Linked DNA regions of Sus scrofa: region 2 is linked to region 1. The links are chromatin contacts, called in public promoter capture Hi-C maps. All regions are on one chromosome and are shown on one strand. Each heading gives the region's core, a stretch centred on a gene start, on an enhancer-like site or on the middle of the called end of the contact. The rest is flanking DNA. Distances are from core to core; before and after follow the strand shown.

Region 1 (3,074 bases), core at 149-2,648:
TAGAGTGCCTCCTTAGGAGTTCCCTTCGTGGCGCAGCAGTAGCAAACTCAACTAGTATCCATGAGGATGCGGGTTCAATCCCTGGCCTCTCTCAGTGGGTCAAGGGTCCAGGGTGGCCGTGAGGGGGTGCTGCAGGTTGCAGACGAGGCTGGGATCTGGTGTGACTGTGGCGCAGGTCGGCAGCTGTAGCTCCCATTTGACCCTTAGCCTGGGAGCTTCCACACACTGCAGGCACGCCACCCCCCCCCCAAATCAAGTGCCTCCTTATTCATGTTTCTGATCCAAACATGTTTCCTATACATCTGCTGGTACATCACTGCACAAACGGTGCATATGCTTTTATGCCCTTTTCCGCTCCAAAGCACCGTGAAGCAGATGAGTCCAGCAGTGGTGTCTCTACACGGGTGAGAAGTGGGCTCCTCCAGTCCTGCGGATGAGGGGAAGCTGGCAGGCTGGTCCTTCACTCCGGCCCAGGCCTGCCCCCGCCCCGCCCCCAGCCCCACCCCCGCCAGTGCCTTCTGGCCTGAGTCCCACACTAACCCCGGCACTAGCTTTACAGAGTCTGTGCCCTTGGACCTCAGCCCGCACGGAGCCCGCGTCGGTGTGACTGACGCTTCTTCCTCTGAGCAGGTGCAGAACCCCACCACTGGCTTCTCAAGAACCCCGAGATGCCCCCAAGTAAGAAAACCCCACAGATGCTTCCGGGAATGGCTCCAGCTGAATATACTACAGATGCCTCTGCTCAAGAGTAAATTCCAGTAAGAAAAGAAACAACTATTTCATGCTGACAAATAGTTCTCTGCTTGAGCCACTTCGTTCTCGTAATTCTCTGAGCTTCTCCTTTGGGCCTGCACAACGAAGCTCCCTGGTCCTGGGAGAGCACTCAGTAACCATAAAGCTATAAAGAGGACGCTCCGGGCCACGTGGGAGGCAGAGTGGGGTCGAGTCACATGGAACAAGAAAAGCCTGCCTGGGAAGGCACGGGGATCTCGTTTCTGATGTAATCGCTGCTCTGCTTATCACTCAATGAAAGATAAGCCCTGCGGGGCAACTGGGCATTCTGCTCTCCATGGAGCTCCAGTGAGGAGCCTGGCGTATAGATGGTGCTCAATAAATGTTTATTGAAAGTAGGAAAGAAGGCAGGTAGATGGAAAGAAGTGGGGGGGGGGGGCGCACCTAAGCTTCTGAGAAGGACGCAAAGAAAATGTGGCAAGAGAGCTAAGGTCTGGGTAAGAGCAGGGTTTGCACAAGTCCCGGGGTTGGCGCAGGTGAAAACCCTATGCCTAAGTTGCTGAAAACACACGTGTCCCTGGGTTTCGGGAGATGGGAGACGTGGGCGGAAGGGCAGAGGTCAATTTTACCACCATCCGCCAGCCGGCTGAGCAGTGGAGCGCAGGCAACCCCAGTTGGTGCTGCGTAACCATCGGTGCCCAGAGCAGCGGAGATTCCCGCCCCCCCAGCATCTGGACCCCCAGGGCAGGAACACTGAAGGCCAGACCTCCCCGTGTGCCTTCACGGCGTGGCTCATGGGAACCTGCTGCTCTTGGAAACCTCAGGTAAGGAGGCAGCTCTGCCACGGCAGGCACACAGGGGGTACCCACGCGAGGCTTGGCAGGGTGTGGCCGCGAGTCCCGAAGGGCAGTTTTGGCACTCAGGGACCTGGGGGCTGGGCCCGCAGAGGGGTCCTAGAAGCACGTTTAGGCATTAGCTTAAAACACCGCCTGACTGCCTTTGTAGGACCGTTTCACACGAAACCATCTATAAGGGAAGCAGGGCAGGGACTGTCATCTTTTTTTTTTTTTTTTATAGAAGAGGCAGTCGGGATTCAGTAAGGCTGAAAAACTTCCAAGGTCTCACAATAAATGCTCAGGGTTTAGACTTCAGGGCCTCTGGCCCTTTGTCAATCATAGCAGCGGAGGCACGGCAGCGGCAATGTTGAAAATGACCAGCAGAGGGCGGTCTTCACAAAGGCTGTGGCCCTATCCCGAGAGCCATCAAAGGGTCCCGGCTCTTGGGACAGACCCGCATCGTGGATCCCCTCAGGCTGAGAAGGATACAACCTCCTCTCCTGTGATTTTCCTGCCCCACGAAAGCTTCCCTAAATCTAAACCTGAAACACCAGATACACATAAATTCCAGGAACGGACTACCAAAAAGCTGGCTAGTGCCCTTCAAAAATGTCAAGGTCAAGAAAGGCTGGCTGAAGACCTGTTCCAAATTAAAGGAGCCTAAATAGACATGACAGCTAAATGAACACGTGACTGACCTTTGATGGGTTTAGATGATAGTATTCTGTCGATGTTGAGTTTCCTAAAGTTGGTCATTGTGCTCTTTTTATGTAAGAGAATCTCCTTGTTCATAGAAATATTTAGAGGCATGGAGTTCCCGTCGTGGCTCAGTGTTTAACAAACCCGACTACTAACCATAAGTTTGCTAGTAATCACGAGTTTTCGGGTTCGATCCCTGGCTCCGCTCAGCGGGTTAAGGATCTGGCGTTGCCGTGAGCTGTGGTGTAGGTTGCAGACGCTGCTTGGATCCTGTGTTGCTGTGGTGTGGGCCGGTGGCTACAGCTCCAATTCAACTCCTAGCCTGGAAACCTCCATATGCTGCAGGTGCCACCCTAAAAAGCAGGAAAAAAAAAAGTTAAGAAAAAAACACACCAATAGAATATTACAATAAAAGAAATGGAGCAAAGTATAAGTGATGGGGGAATCTGGGTAAAAGATATATGGAACCTCTTATGCTATACTTGCAATTTTTCTGTAACTTTGAAATTATATCTAAATTAAAAGTTAACAACAACAAGAGGCGGTCCTAGCTCTCCAGCAGTTGGGCCTTGGGGTAGCCACATCTGATTCCTGGCAGAGCCCTCCCTCACTGGGGGAGGCCTTTTCTCAGTGATAGTGGCTTCGGTCACTGTGAAGCCCTGACCTTTGCCCTGGGCTGGCCAGAGTGGCCCTGTACAAAGCTTCCTTGCTAACAGAACTGCCAACCGTCGATGGCTCAAACTAGCCTTTGCAGTCGATGTTTTGAGAAGAGTGATGGTAATTGGCATCTATAGAGAGAAGCGCAGT
Region 2 (3,074 bases), core at 357-2,856, 91 kb after region 1:
CTGAGGGAACTCCTTTTTTTTTTTTTTTTTTTAAGGAAAGATATATTGTTTCTGTGAAGTCCTTGAGGATAACCACCCCCCAAAAAAGTGCAGTGTTCACTAGTCTTTTAAAAATACAAAGTCCTAGTCGGAGCGTCGGCGAGGTTGTTCTTGGATTAATGAGGTAACCCCTTTTCCGATGCTCTCCCCACTCTGAGTAGGTCGAGCCCTTGAAAGGGCAAAAGATCGGGTCACTGTCCTGCCTAAGAACTTGCAGTGACTCTCCATCAGACCCCGACAGAGGCCCAACCCTCCCAGGGCTCACAACCAGCCTCTGTCTCTTTAGAGAGGCAGTGCCACACAGAGGCTGAGCGCTCCACCCGCACGCTTGCACACAACACGTACACACACACACACAAAGCTGATCTTTAAAAAGCAAATGATGTTTTAAAAAAATTTTTTGTGGCATTCTCACTGTGGCACAATGGGATCGACGGTGTCTTGGGAGTGCTGGGATGCAGGTTCAATCCCCAGGCCCGGCACAGGCGGTTAAGGATCCGGCTTAGCTGCAGCTCAGGCGGTGACTAAGACTTGGATCTGATCTCCATGAGCTGAAGGGCGGCCAAAAAGGAAAAACAAAAAAAGTAGCCTTCTTAGTTTATGACTGTGTTCTTATCCCTCCAAGTAAGATCCCTCGCCACAAGACTGTACCTCCGCTCTAACAACCAGAGGAGGGCTTGACTGCCCAGAATTCCATTTCCCTGTCACCTCTGAGCAGCCACCTGTGCGCTGTGGCAGGCCCACCTGCAAGCTCTCCCGTCTTACGCCTCGGCAGCCAACCGTAGACCACAGAAAGCAGGATGCTTCGAGGGTCTCCAGGCCTGTTTGGCTGTGTCCCAGAGACCCAGCCCTGGGCTCGACCAGGGTCAGGCCTGAAGCCTCTGAGGTACACGGGCAGCTGCCACTCCAACTGTAAGGAAAACACGAGTATTCCCAAAGGGACTACAGTGTTTTTGAAATTCAAAACAAGGTGGGAGGAGTTCCCAACGTGGCTCAATGGGTTGAGAACTAGCATCCATGAGGATGCGGGTTCGATCCCTGGCCTCAATCAGTGGGTTAAGGATCCAGCGTTGCCGTGAGCTGTGGTGTAGGTCACAGACGCAGCTCAGATCTGGCGTTGCAGAGGCTGTGGTGTAGGCTGGCAGCTGTAGCTCCGACTTGACCCCTAGCCTGGGACTAGACTCCATATGCCATGGGTCCAGGTCTCAAAAAACAAATCCAGGTGGAGCAGACCCTCTCCTTCCCGTGGGAGGACCTGAGGCAGGTGAGCTGTGAAATGCGATGCCCGAGGCTCCTGGGAGGAGGGCTGGGACCTGGTCAGTTCCGCCCCGCTGGTGTGCAGGTTCCAAAGAGCATCAGGTCTGTTACCTGACCTCCGTCGTCATAAGTGTCGTGGCTCATGGCCACGAGGGAGCACAGTGGTGGCGCAGCAGAGTCAAAGCAGGGACAGGGCTCAAGCCTCCCCGCCAGGCGGGATCTGCGCCTGAGCCCAGGGACTCCACGGACTCGTGCAGGACCTGGTGGCCCCGGCACCTACTTCCATTGCTCAAAGCCAGGTGCTGGGTCCAAGAACCAGGGCCATGGACCTCCCCTGACCCTGGACCTGCGCTGATAAGCAGAGGGCACAGAGAGAAGGTAGTTGAGCTGTGCCAGTTTTTCAGAATTTTTCTGGCCCGTGGGCTTGGGCCAGGAAGTTCCTATCCACCCACATCCTCCCTCTGCCTATATAAACCCGCCCATCGCCTACCCCCCACGCACACTGCTGCACCTTAGACATTGAGCAGCAACCGGGATTCTCGGACCACGTAAAGGGAGCATCAGCAGGGATTGGCTCCCGGGGGCCATGGACTGGCATGTGTACAAGGGCATGTGTGTTGGCCCCAAGCTTTTCTAGTGTGACCATGTCTCTCCTCAGGTTCAGATGTGACGGGTCAATAGCTTAAGGGCAGTGAGGTGTCTTTTGTGGATGAAGCCGTGCGTCCACCGCGCAGCCGCAGCCACAGGCTTGTGCCTGGCCTGGGTTCTTCACCCAGTCCCTCCCCTGGGCCAGGTCCTGCCCTGCTCGGGAGTGACCCAGGTGCTCTCAGAGAAGGCGGCTAAGCGGCACATAGGGGTTGGAAGACTTGGGGCTCAGGCACAGGACGGGGTTCTCTGCCTCAGGCACCCCCTGCCTGGTCACTGAGAGAACCTGGAGCCCCAAGGCAGCCCTCATTTTCTGGTCCTGCAGGGCCTAGAGACACAGAAAACAGAGCATATTCACCTGTGGAGAGGCCCTGGGGGCAGGCTCAGAAAGTGGGCGTGATGGGGGCAAAAAAGGCCCCCAGGGCCATACAGGTGCCCTGTGGTCCTGTCCCCACACTCCACACCGTGCTGCTCAGTCTACACGGCGTCTTTTTTTTTTTTTTTTTGTCTCAATGGCTTTATATTATTTAGCTTTTTATAAATGTTTGTTAATTTTTATCTTTTTCAAAGTGCTATGCCTGGGAGTTCCTGCTGTGGATCAGTGGGTTATGAACCTGACTAGTATCCATCAGATGTAGGTTCGATCCCTGGCCTCACTCAGTGGGTAAGGACTTGACGTGGCTGTGGCTGTGGTGTAGGCCAGCAGCTCCAGCTCCAATTCCACCCCTAGCCTGGGAACTTCCATATGCCACAGGTGCAGCCCTGAAAAGCAAGGGCAAAAAAAAAATACTATGCCTCTGTGAAGAAATGTCCCATGGCTGGAAGCCCTGGGGCTTTTCTCACTGCCCGGCTCACCTGACGTGTGTGGGGAGATGGTGCTCGGCTGAGACTGGTCCTCAGGCTGCTTCTGTTCCAGAGGCAGGAACTTGTGGCTGGGGCCCCCATCACTCAGGGTCCCCTCTCGGGAAGGCACATATTGGTTAGCCCCCCCCACAAGGAAGCTCAATCAAGGGCCCCAGTGACAGTGGAGAGCACCCCCCCCAGCTTCTTTCAAGCAAAGGGAGGCCTCTCATGGGGACGACTGTATTTGCAGTGATTCAGCCCCTGCAAGTGCCAGGCCCTGTGCTGGATGC

The links. Promoter capture Hi-C pulls out the DNA fragments that hold promoters and counts their contacts.
Region 2: a contact with region 1 is called in a promoter capture Hi-C map of liver, with 10 times the contacts expected there. The contact joins the enhancer-like site here to the promoter of BCAR3 in region 1. A contact is called at or near these places in 3 of 5 promoter capture datasets (fetal skeletal muscle and liver), 6 of 47 Hi-C or Micro-C datasets (embryonic fibroblasts, epiblast stem cells, liver and 1 more) and 2 of 2 datasets of contacts at active chromatin or transcription factors (alveolar macrophages and skeletal muscle).

What each region holds. Positions count from the first base shown.
Region 1 is chr4:123,439,173-123,442,246 of Sscrofa11.1, forward strand. It overlaps BCAR3 (breast cancer anti-estrogen resistance protein 3), which reads left to right and starts at 1,399. Exons shown (of 13, transcript XM_003125890.6): 1 at 1,399-1,556.
Region 2 is chr4:123,530,460-123,533,533 of Sscrofa11.1, forward strand. All of the region lies in intron 2 of BCAR3 (breast cancer anti-estrogen resistance protein 3), which reads left to right. Among named protein-coding and RNA genes, the nearest start is that of BCAR3, 91 kb to the left of the region's middle. Within about 2 kb of position 1,607, at least 6 of the 83 cell types and tissues checked have an H3K27ac peak or open chromatin away from gene starts, as enhancers often do. A contact at or near this core is called in embryonic fibroblasts and liver, where this site is marked.